Linked DNA regions of Mus musculus: region 2 is linked to region 1. A link is a contact called in public HiChIP or PLAC-seq data. All regions are on one chromosome and are shown on one strand. Each heading gives the region's core, a stretch centred on a gene start, on an enhancer-like site or on the middle of the called end of the contact. The rest is flanking DNA. Distances are from core to core; before and after follow the strand shown.

Region 1 (6,182 bases), core at 2,800-5,299:
GAGAGCACAGTGGCTGTGTTCCAGATATAGCCAAAGTTGTACATTGTGCTGTGGCTGGACTTGGTAATGTGTAAGGGTCACCCAGGTGGTACTGGTTTTGAAGGCATGAAGGAGTTGAGCCGAGCAGCTGAGGCTTGGCACTGTGAGAGGCCATGGAAGGCCATTGGTGAAAGTCCAGCCTCAGTTGCAATTGATGGCCCAGGACTGAAGGGGTCATGCAGTGTTTTGGAGATGCCAGTACCATGAGATGACCACCAAGAGCAGCAGCAGCAGTTGAGTACAGGCATCTGGAGCCTAGAGGATGACGCCTGTGCTACAAAGGGCATGGCTGGAGAAGTGACCCAAGCCCTTGGAGGAGCCCAGAAGATCGTGAGTTGGATCCCAGACATTGGACGGTTGGAGATTGACTTTTGCTTTTGATTGTGACTGTGCCCTGATATTTTCCCTCTTGAAGGAAGAAGCTGTTTTAGTGGAGCCCACAGTTAAGAGACTTTTAATTGTAAAAAGACTTTGGATTTTAAAAGAGATGGATATTTTAAAGAGATTGAAATTTTAAGAATATGTAAAGACTGTGGGACGTTTAAAGTTATTTAGAATGGGGAGGAATAAGATTGTAAGGGTTGAGGCTTACTAGTGATGTTTTTGTGTGTCAAGTTGACAAGGGGTCAATTGTACTGGCTAGTGTTGTGTCAACTTGACACAGCTGGAGTTATCACAGAGAAAGGAGCTTCAGTTGAGGAAATGCCTCCATGAGATCCAACTGTAAGGCATTTTCTCAATTAGTGATCAAGGGGGAAAGGCCCCTTGTAGGTGGGACCATCTCTGGGCTGGTAGTCTTGGTTCTATAAGAAAGCAGGCTGAGCAAGCCAGGTGAGGCAAGCCAGTAAAGAACATCCCTCCATGGGCTCTGCATTAGCTCCTGCTCCCGGACCTGCTTGAGTTCCAGTCCTGACTTCCTTTGGTGATGAACAGCAGCATGGAAGTGTAAGCCAAATAAACCCTTTCCTCCCCAACTTGCTTCTTGGTCATGATGTTTGTGCAGGAATAGAAACCCTGACTAAGACACTCTCTAAAACTGGGAAGAAAAAATAAGCCATGGCGACTTTCAAGTTATTCTCTCTGGTACTTGGGTCGCAGGGACTGAGAGTAACTAAAAAGGGAATTGGTGGCAGAAGTGAGGTTGCTGCTGGGGCTGTACCTGGCCATGTGGTTCTTAAACCTATGGAACCTATGGTTTGTGGGAGGGGGTTGCAAGAGTTTAGAGATGTGGACTAGAGAAGCCCAAAAATGCTATTATCATGGCTTAATGAGTGTGTCTGGGAGAAGCTCAGAAGACCAGAACACCAACCCGAATGCAGACACTGATGGCCAGACCCATAAGCCTTTAAACAGGAAAGAAAGTTCTATTCAGAACTGGACTAGATGCCATTTGTTACATTCCAACAAAAAAATTCATATGCAATTTGTCCACAGCCTGAAAGACTCTTTGGAAATCTAAATTTAAAAGTTGTCCTTTAGGCCCAGTGAGACTGTCTAAAAGCAGGTAAAACTGCTTGCAGAACAAGCCTGACACCGGACTTAAGTCCTAGAACACACAGAAAGCCAGACATGGTTGCCACATCTGTATTCCCAACATTCCCCTGGCAAGGTGGGAAGCAGGAACAGTAGAGCCACCCAGAAGCTTGGGGGAAGCTACCCTGGACCTCACAGAGCAACACAAATAACCAGAGAGGCAGGGGTTACCCTGGACCTCACAGAGCATCAAAGATAACCAGAGAGTCCCTGCCTCAACAAGGTGGGGAGAACACCAATTACCTAAGGATGGTCTCTGATCTCCATATGCACAGCTTGGTGTGTGTACTCCTGTACTCCTCTTCCCACCCATCTACACACACACACACACACACACACACACACACACGCACTCACGCACATACATCATCATCGTTACCACCTCTCTTTCTCTTCCATACACACACATCTCACATACACACGCACACACACACATAATTTTTTTAAAAGTGATTTTTTAAAACGCTGAATGGGAATTTCAAGGTAGTCACAGGCAGGCTATGACATAGCTATTGGTAGCTGCTTTTTGCCAGGTTTACAGTGAGAGTTGTGAGCCAGAGCAGGACAGCCTAGTCTGAGAATCCTATGTAAAGTTGGGCCCGAGGAATGCAAGGTCCCTGAAGAGATTCACACCATTAGAAAGAAGTCAAGCACATCGTATTGGGATGATAGTCGGGATGCTTTGTGGGCGTTTGAGAACTCCACCAAGTCCCATCCACCACCGCTACAAAGCTATAAACTTAATTAAGAGTCTTTCCTGGGAGAGAAGAGGCTCCTTGGGGATACTGTGCTGGCCCAGAGCCACCTAGGAAGTGGTTTCCTCAGGGTTTACATCAGGGACTCTGAAGTCACTGCTGCCATGGATCCCAGAGGACCCTGCCACACCTGGAGCAGATGGCAGAACTTTGTCATGGAGATCCCCAGGAACTAGAGGTACCGGACCATCCCCCAAGGAAAGCCACGAAGGAGCCAGCCCAGACAGAGGCCTGTGGTCCTTAGTCTCTCAGTTGATAGAGACAAGGCAGTTTAAGCCCATGGAAGCTCATATCATGACACTGAGAGTCCCAGAAGTCAGGCATGGATCTCCAGGAATTCCTAATTGCCTTTCTGGAATTGGTTCTTCCTTTAGCCCAAATTTTCCTTGCTATTCTCCTGTTTCAACCTGTTAGAGGAACAGTGTTTATTCCCAGAGAGGGCTGAGAGAGTGAACCTTTCTGTGAACCACGTTATCTACAAATGGGACAATAGCTATCTCACAACCAGTGTTAGCTACAATGACTCTCCCCTGAACAGCCTAGGGTAAGGTTTTAACAGACAAATTACCCCATCCATCATTGCAGCTTGAATCCTCCAGCTTCCCTTGTCATTTGGAATGACATCCAAAGATCTCTTCATAGCCCAGCATGATCTGTCCCCTACTCGACTCTCAGCCCCCTCCCCTTATCCACTGAGTTGCTGTGCTACTGGCTTGGACCCCAATGTGCATTTCTGCCATCTGGGAGCACACACACACACACACACACACACACACACACACACACACCTCATTCCACCCCCACCTCCCACTCCTACTCCCCCACCTTTCCCCCCAATCCCCCCACCCACGTCTCAGCAAAACCCACTTCTGAGCAAGGCTTCAGGTCTGCCTTGGTCTCCTTTGCTACCAGAGGAACATACCTCCTGGCCTTCGTACCCCTGTGTGTGCCACAGCTCCTGTTCATTACCTGGTCCCCAGCTTCTCACCTCCGAGACTGAGAGCAGAGTCTCTTTCTTCACTGTGTGTCCCAGCCCCTCCCTGCGCGTGCTCTGAACCTCATGCCCACTGAAGAATGAGAAACTGACTATGCTAAAGGCATTTAAGTTTCTGAATCCAGAAAAGATAACAGAAATCTTGACCCCCTGTCCTCCTGGCTGGAACTCTGCATTAGTGGACCTGTCTCCTCTCACTGAAGTCAAATCCAGCCCAGGAGTTCCATCTTAATCTGTCCCTGTCAGTGCCCTGCCCCTAGGGCAATACCGAGCACTGAGGTGCTCAGCGACCTGCTGGCTGGCTTGGTTCCGGGGTCTATGACTCAGTTTGCAGAACTGGAGTCCCCTCAGAGCCCCCAACAGCCTCAACACCCCAAAGCGACCATGTCTGTGGAACTATCCCAAGGCCCTGTCTGCAGAATCATTGCCCTGGGGCTCCAGGGGGCTCCCTGCGGCCAGGCCACTCCCCTGGAAGGCGGATGGACGGGCGGAGGGGGTGGGGGGGGGGGACCGCCCTGCCTTTCGCAGGGTCCAGGGGAGGGGAGGGGTGGATCGAGATCCGTGGCCGCGACTTACCCATAGCTAGCGAGTAGCGCTGGGCGGCAGGGCTGGGCTCTGGGTCCCGCGTGTCCTGGTCAAATCCCCGCTGTAGCAGTGGCGGACAAACTTTCCCCAGAGCTGGGGCCTGCGCTCTCCCTCCGCCACGTTGGCCAGCCCGGTCTGAGCCTGGGGGGCGGGACGGAGGGTAGCCCGGTACCGCCCGACAGCCAATGCTGTGGCGGCCCTGCTGCCCCACAAAGGAACTTACTTCAAGTTTCCCCGGAGAAACTGTCACTCTACAAATAGTTTCCACAGTCACTGTGGCCCACCCTTCACTGGCCTGCCCAGTGTACACACACAAACACACACACACACACCCTGTGCCAGGTCTCACCCATATTCACACACACACACACACACACACACATCCTGTGCCGGCCTCTCCCATGTGTACCCCCACCCCCACCCCACTCAGCACCTCTGACATCACAGCCATTCAGCACCATTCCCTCTCCATCCCACAGGAACACTGGCTTGGACTTGGGGTGCCCCAGGGAACAAGGCAGACAAGGTCCTTCTTCCTATGGCGCTTACTTCTAAAGGCAGAAGAAAAAATGATCTAAAGGAGTCAGAGGAGCCCAGCAGTATAAGGAAGGGCAGCTGGAGAGCATTAGCCTGGGCACCGAGCCAGGCAGCTGGGGATGGCTGGGTTGGTTTGTCCTGATGGACCAGGCCCTGGGGACAGCAAAGGGGACAGCAAAGGAGCCAGTGGGGAACAAAGGAGCATACGAAGTGAAGGCTGAGGGTCTGGAATCTAGGGGTTCAGAGAGGTCAAGTGGAGAGGAGTGGGTGGACCAGGGCGCCATCCTGAGATCTTGGGGTTCTGTCAGGAATATAAGTGTTGGGTTCACTGCAGTGCTGGGAGCTGAAGTTAAGGCCTTCCGTATGCCAGGCAGGCACTCTGCCATGGAGTCTAGCCCCAGACCAGGAACGAGGAGTTTTATCCCAGTTGAAGGAGACAAATTCTGATGGTTACATGGGCAAGGATGGGAGCTGGGCAGCTGATGCAAAAAGAGAGGAAGCCATTTTGATGCTGATGGTTGGGATGGAGACATGTAGGCAAATCAGGGGAAGGCTTGGTAAAGATTGCCAGGAGGCTGGGCAGGGAGACGTAGGGTTCTGTGCCTACTGCCAAATGGCTTTGGGCATCCATGTAGAATGGAGGAGGGGATGGCTTTGACCCCTAGGTTAGGGACAATGCCAGTAATTCTCACTCCAGGACCAGAGGCAGGCTCAGCACACAAGTGAGCACAGCCCTCCCCAGCCTCTCCTTTGCTCACACACAGGCTTTGTCTCAGGAGCACTTTCTCCAAGAGGGCCAAGTGCCTTAGGAAAACACAAGTACCTTGACTGTGATGGTTTGTGTATGCTCAGCCCAGGGAGTGGCACTATGAGAAGGTGTGGCCCTGTTGGAGTAGGTGTGGCCTTGTTGGAGTAGGTGTGTTACTGTGGGTGTGGGCTTTAAGACCCTCATCCTAACTGCCTGAAAGCCAGTATTCTGCTAGCAGCCTTCAGATGAAGATGTAGAACTCTCAGCTCCTCCTGTACCATGCCTGCCCAGATGCTACCATGCTCCCATCTTGATGATAATGGACTGAACCTCTGAACCTGTAAGCCAGCCTCAGTTAAGTGTTGCCCTTTGTAAGAGTTGCCATGATCATGGTGTCTGTTCACAGCCATAAAACCCTAACTAACTAAGACACTGACAAAGAGATGTTTGTAGACCAGACCTTCTGAGGCAGGGCCCTTTGGAGTCTGGAAAGACTACAAAGTTTGAAAACACAGCCCAGAATTTCTCACTCTCTCTCCCTAGTGTGTGTACACCAAGAGATTGCAGGGAGTAGCAAGCCATGTGACAGCTGGGCTGAGACCCTAGGACGCTGGGACCCTGACCCTCAAGGTGAGTCTGACTGAACTGGGATTGGTGGCACACATCCATAAAGCTGGCAACTGAGAAGCTGAAGTAGGAGGATTGAGGGCAGCTTAGACTACTCAGGGAGACCCTGTCTCATACAGCTGACGATGACAAAGTCCAGCTGCCAGCCCTGCTGTGAGGAAGCCCACACTGACAATATATGTAACACTATATAACACTATATCTATCTATCTATCTATCTATCTATCTATCTATCTATCTATCTATCTATCTATCTATATGCCTCGATATATAGTCCTAGCATCTGGGTCATCTCAAAGCCAGGCTCTGTGAATGATTCCAGCCCCCAGGAGTCCTGGCCAGCCTAGGCATTAGAGATTATATG
Region 2 (6,306 bases), core at 917-3,416, 190 kb before region 1:
TTGTTTGGTATGATTTGGTGGTAGGGATGATATTGGTGGCAACCACAGCTGCTCTCCAGACCTAGTTAACGAAATGTGGGTATGGAGAGCTGGCGCACTCAGGTTTGGCACCTGTTTGTGAGTGTATGTATATGTATATATATATATATATATATAAATTTTTTTTTTTTTTGCATACAGCCAGGCCTCATTTCTGTGTGGTTCAGGCAGAGGTGAGCTACCTCAGAGACTTTCAAAGCCTGAGATGTTTCCTAGTGAGGCCTTTACAGAAAGCAATTGCTGACCTGCTCTGGGAGACTGCAGCGGTCCTTCTTGGAAGTGCAATGTTGGGCCCTGCTGTCTTTAGGAGGCCTCTGCACCTGTTTCTTGTCCCAGAAGATCATAAGTCCTCCCAGCACCTGAGTCGTCACCACCATAGGGAACTCATACGACAAGAAGCTACAGAGTCCCTCAAGCTCCCGGCTGCTGCTTGTGGAGTGACCCTGGGTACCACGCAAGGCTTCAGGAATTTTCATAACTTCAAACTTCTTTCCTGTTTGTAGCAGTTTAATGTGGTACTGACTACTGTCCTTGAAGGGAAGATTACAAAATATTCATGCATACACATGTACACCCATATATACACCCATATACCTGCACACACACACACACACACACACACACACACACACACACACACACAGAGCCCAGTGTCCCCATTTTGCACACTGACAGTCTAGCACTTTTCAGCAGAAGTATATGGTCTCTTGATCTGTTCTATGCTGGGCAGGTACCAAAAAAAGAGAGGCAGGTATCCCACTGCCTCTTTTAGACCCTGTCTGTCTTTCCCTACATAGAGTTCTGCAACTCTAAGGGCATAGCAACCCTGGCTGGTCACTTGACACTAAACTGAGCAGCTGCAGTCTCAGCGAAGCAAATTCCTAGCATCTGGGGCTGAGGACAGGCCTCTCAGCTGGCGCCAAGGTGGTGGCCCCCTTCGGGGTTTTTTGTCATCTCTGTGCCTGTCTTGGTCACAGGGATGTGTACCAAGGCCAGGAGAGCAGCGGGTGTGGACTCAGATATGCAGCAGTGACCCTGGCTGCCTCGGTGGGGGGCTTTGCAGCCTTTCTGAACAGCTAGACACCGCAGTTATAGTCCATGGTAGCCTAAGCAGAGGAGTAGCTGGGAAGGCTCTCTGGGTGCCATAGAAGGACACACACACACATGTGCACAGACACATGCACACACACACACACACACACACACACACACACACACACAAGCACACATATGCAGGAATATGCACAGACACAAATGTGGGGTTAAAGGACCAGGCAGCAGGGGTAGAAGGGTGTTGCACCAACCCAAATTTCAGCAGAGTAGAAGTTTCTGGAACAGAAAAACAGAGACTGTGGGCTTCAGAGGAGGTAAGAAAATAAAAAAGTGGGGGTGTGGTTGAAACTGTCACATCAGCGGGAAGTCATGGGTGTGTGGGGGGCAGAGTTATACCAACGTTGACGATAGCAGCTTCTGCTGCCCAAGCACAGACCTCATCCCAGGGTCAGGCTCAGCCCCAGCCCGCACAACCTGCACCCAGCCTACAGCAGAGCCTGCAGCTGACCAGTTCCCCAGAGAACTGAGAGGTGGGATCTGCCTGAAGCGGTGTGCCAGCAGGCAACAGGACTGGGGTGCTGGATCATTTAGCTCTCTCTGTTCAGTATCAAGAAGCCAGACCAGACACCAAGATGGTGCCTCCAACACGTGCTATCCAATGGGGAAGACACATTTAGCAAGGCAGCGTGTTTAAAAACAAACAGAATTTTACACACACATCCCACATAACCACACAGAGAAAGTTCTAGAAAGGTTAATATTGATAACATACAATTTAAAATAAGTATCGGAGCAACTGCAAGCAGAATGACAAGCCAGATGGATCTGGGCGGGCAGAATCAGGTTGCCTTCATAGGCACATGAGGCCACCACGCAGGACATGGTGCTCTGAGACAGGGGACTGCCCTGTGACTTCTCAGCTTAGGGTCTAGAGGCAGCTGGCTTTGGTTCCCTTTCAGGGCCTGAGCTCTTAGCTGTAAATAAAACTGATTTGTTCCAAGGGTTCATTGTGCATCCCATGTCCTGGCTTCAGTCCTGACCATGAGCAATTTCTGAGTGGAGAGGCGTTTTATAGCCTGTTGCCTGCCGGCCTATCTGTCTGACTGTGTCTCTCAGCAATTGTTTCTTAGACTGCCACAGGCAACGTCTCCTGTTCCTGGCTGCTGTGCCTTGGGGATCCCACTGAATTCCCCAACGAAGGGCTGTCTGCCAGGTCCTGAGCTTCTTGCTTGTTCTGGACTCACCACAGCAGAACCTGTGGCTTCCGTGGGTCCTTCCCATCCCTCCACTCCCTGATTTACTATGGGCAGGAAAGGGGCTTTTCTGTCACTTTTCAACAGACCCTAGGTACAGAACTTAGTCTGGGTTTGGTTCTTATATCTTTGAACTTTCTGCAATAAAAATACTAACAATTAGAATGGAGAGATGGCTCAGCAGTTCAGGGTACAAGCTGCTCTTGCAGGACTGGAGTTGGGCTGCCAGCACCTGTATCAGGTAGTTCACACCTACCTCTAACTCCAGCTCTAGGGAATCCAAAGTCCTCTTCACATATACACCATACACATACTACACACACCACACATCACACACACACCACACATACTACACACACATTACACACACACTACACATACCACACATACCACACACACACACAAAACAGACCACACACACAACACACATACCACATACCACCCCCTACATATACACTACACACACACACACACACTACACAGACCACACACACAAAACACAGACCACACACAACACACATACCACCCCCTACATATACACTACACTACACACACACACACACACACACACCACACATATACACCATACACATATTACACACATACACAACATATACTACACATACCACACACACAAAACACACCACACACACACTACACATATTACACACATACCACATACCACCCCCCCACATATACTACACACACACATACACACCCCACATACACAAAGACACACATGCCCATCCCCTCAAAATGCCAAATGCAAATAAATTGACATTCCACTGTCACTTCATCTAACACTGGTCACCTGGTTTCTAAAATACAAACCAAGTCACTTCCTCTGTCTTATACTCTGATGACTTTCTGATGATCCAGGGGTCAAACCCCAAACTCTGCTAGGCCTGGCCTCAACTACCCTTCTGTTTTCTGGGACCCTGTTCTCTGCTCTCTTGGCCTCTGGACTCCCTATGATGTGCTGTACCCAGAACTACGTGGGTTCCTCTTTCTCCCAGGTTGTGCTCCCTGGAGCACACATGCCCCACAGCTGGAAAGGCTCCCGTCACTTGCTGGCTTTCTTATCACTGTGCTCTGAACCCAGTATCCCCAGGTTGTATTTTGAAGCTCACCTATCTAGAGTGACTGTATTTGGTGAGGGGGACTCTAAGGAAGGACACAAGTGTTAACAGAAGGGGGCATTGGGTGGGACAGAGATAAGAGCCTCTCACGTCTAGTTTAGGGTAACAGTTGGCTCTCCACTGGTACCCACATCCTGGGCTTTTCTGTTCTCAGTACCCAGCATTGGGAGCAATGCCATCATCACCCACAGTGACAGTGATGATATGATGCCACGGGCTTCTTTCTCTACAGGCTTTCTGCGTAACCAGCAGACCTGCAGTGGCACCGTAAGCCTCATGTTTAGAATTTACCTTAACAACCTCTCTAAAAAAAGTCACAAGAGGGATATGGTTTCTGTCCCCCACAGAGTAACAGAAACTGTCCCTGGCACTCTGGTCTTCTACTTGCTGTGGCCTGGCTAGCAAAGCTGCCATCTTGGCAAGTCAGGCTGCCCACAGTGAGAAACCACAGATGGAGTGGCTTCTCGCTGTAGGTTGGACTTTGGGAAGGCCAAGATCAGGGGTCCCGGGGCCTGGTAAGGAAGCTCTGCTGACTACAGACAGTCACCATCTCCACACATCCTCACCCAGCTATTCCACGGAGGGCATTGTGGTAGGTGAGAGTATGGCGTCTCTTCTTGAAAGGACACCCACCGGTCCCACTCCCATAGCTCCAGCTTGATGGCCTCCTCTTACTGCAGGTGCTCCCTCCCCGACAAGGCCTGACTCCAGATATCTCCCCTTAGGGCAAGCCTTTCCACACACAAGTGCGGGAGGGCACAGCTCAGTCCATAGCATGTACAATGACCTGCTCATATCCCCAGTGTTAGCTGGCTGGGAGCTGACTTTTTGACTTCCCTTAAAAGTTGGGTGTGCTTGTGCTCAGGGGATGGCATGGCAGGGAACGTGACTGCTGCATCCTCGAGGACCTGGGTTCAAATCCTGGAAACCACAGGGATAGGAGGCATAGACAAGAGCTTCTGATCATGGGCTAGATCCATTATACACAGTGGTCAGCAACAATGCATCATGTCTCAATAAGGTGAGGGATAGGGCTGAGACTAGAAGTTGGTCATGGACTGTCCACATGCATGCTATGATGTGACACACATAAAGAGATGTACACAAAAGCTGAAAGAGGTAGAAGAAGAGGAGGAGGAGGAAGAGGAGGAGGAGGAGGAGGAGGAGGACGACGATGACGACGACGACGACGATGACAGCGACGACGGCGGCGACAACAACAACAACAACGACGATGAGGTGGCAGCAGCAGTTGGTTTTGGTGTTACAGGATTATAATTCTAGCTGTTTAGGAGGCTGAGGCAGGAGGATCATGAACTTAAGGCCCTTAAATGAAATCTTGTCTCCAAATAAAAATTTATTTTTAATAAAGGGTTGCAGGAAGAACTCAGTGGTCGAGCCCATGTTAAGATACACAAAGCCGTGGGTTCTGTTCTCTGCGCCACAGGCAAAACCCCATCTCTCTGAGTTGGCTTGCCTGAGTAGCAATGTTGACACCATAATTCATCAAGGTTAAACAAGGATGAAAAACCACCTCCTGCATCACCCTGGCCACATCTCAAGTGCCCGGCAGCTTCGTGGCTAGTGACCACCGTAGTGGAGCAATACAGTATTGTGAGTTGTTAACCAAACCTGCTCCTATTCCCCAGGCAAACCTTTCATCCCTCCTCTGTCTGCCCCCTCCTTCACCTGGTGGCTTTTGGGGGCTTGCTACCAATCAGATTCTGTATATAATCAGAATTTATATACCCAGCCCCTTGACCTCCATGTGTCTTAAAAATGGACGATACTGGCTAGGTACAGTACAGAGATCTGGCCAACCTCTGAAGGTGACCACCAGGGGGAGGTGGGGCTGGGGCCAGAGAGACATGTATTGGAACCTCAGAGCCTTGTGGTGTGCAGAGCTGCTGATTCACACCCGGAAACCTGACATCAGGCCAGCAGGGCTCAGCTGCCAAGCCTGGCTCCTGACCTGCCTGACCAGAGTAGATCAGACTGACGTCGCCTGCTTAGAACTGGCTGGGCCAGGGCAGCCTACCACTGTTACCACCAAGGTGAAACAGAACCTGGTCTACTTGGCTAGGATGGGGGCATCAGACCCAGCCCTGGCTTATAACCACCTGTCTTTAAGGTCCCCCAGAACAGGCTTTTCCATCTGCCTGCATTGCACCTGCTGGCACTGAACCTGTCTCCACTGCATCAGTCCTCACTGCACCTGCCAACATTGCACCTGCCCACACTGCACCTGTCCACATTGCACCTGCCCACACTGCACCTGCCCCCCACTGCACCTGCCCACACTGCACCTGCTCACACTGCACCCTGGCTACTTCTTGGCTTGTGATTGGCTTCTTTCATTTCTGCTCTAAGGTCTTGTGGTTCTTCAGAAAATATGGACCCAGATTACAAGATGGGACAGGAAGGCCACCCTGGTGCACCCCTGTCTAACTTCTCAAGAGCTTCTCAAGATGTCACTAAAATCAGCCATCAACAAGGAACAAAACAAGGGCATCCTGTACTCAGACATGGCTGCTGGGCTGGGGACATGTCTCAGTCAGGTCGACACTTTCTTGCAAGTATGAAGCCTGAGTTGGATCCTAGCACCAACAAAAAAGGCTGAGAGTTCACCTGTAATGGTAGTACTGGAAGTAGAGACAGAAGGATCTGTGGGGCCCACTGCCTCGCTAGACTGTCCAAACTGGCAAGTTCCAAATTCACTGAAGGACTATGTTCCCAAAAGCAAGGCGGGGAATAAGAGATGAAGACATTCAAGCTGACCTCTGGTATCCACACAGGTTCACATGTGTACAAGCCCCCTGCCC

Evidence for each region. HiChIP or PLAC-seq counts read pairs in DNA pulled down with a chosen protein or histone mark.
Region 2: a contact with region 1 is called in an H3K4me3 HiChIP or PLAC-seq map of stem cell-derived neural progenitor cells, with 16 read pairs. The contact joins the enhancer-like site here to the promoter of Slc2a10 in region 1. A contact is called at or near these places in 3 of 39 promoter capture datasets (cranial neural crest, embryonic stem cells and stem cell-derived epiblast-like cells), 6 of 115 datasets of contacts at active chromatin or transcription factors (embryonic stem cells, neural tube and stem cell-derived neural progenitor cells) and 4 of 9 other capture datasets (adipose tissue, embryonic stem cells, macrophages and 1 more).

What each region holds. Positions count from the first base shown.
Region 1 is chr2:165,501,764-165,507,945 of GRCm38.p6, reverse strand. Slc2a10 (solute carrier family 2 (facilitated glucose transporter), member 10) reads right to left here and starts at 4,049. Exons shown (of 5, transcript NM_130451.3): 1 at 3,898-4,049. The coding sequence starts at 3,901.
Region 2 is chr2:165,692,566-165,698,871 of GRCm38.p6, reverse strand. All of the region lies in intron 5 of Eya2 (EYA transcriptional coactivator and phosphatase 2), which reads right to left. Among named protein-coding and RNA genes, the nearest start is that of Gm29993, 36 kb to the left of the region's middle. Within about 2 kb of position 2,166, at least 2 of the 459 cell types and tissues checked have an H3K27ac peak or open chromatin away from gene starts, as enhancers often do. A contact at or near this core is called in stem cell-derived neural progenitor cells, where this site is marked.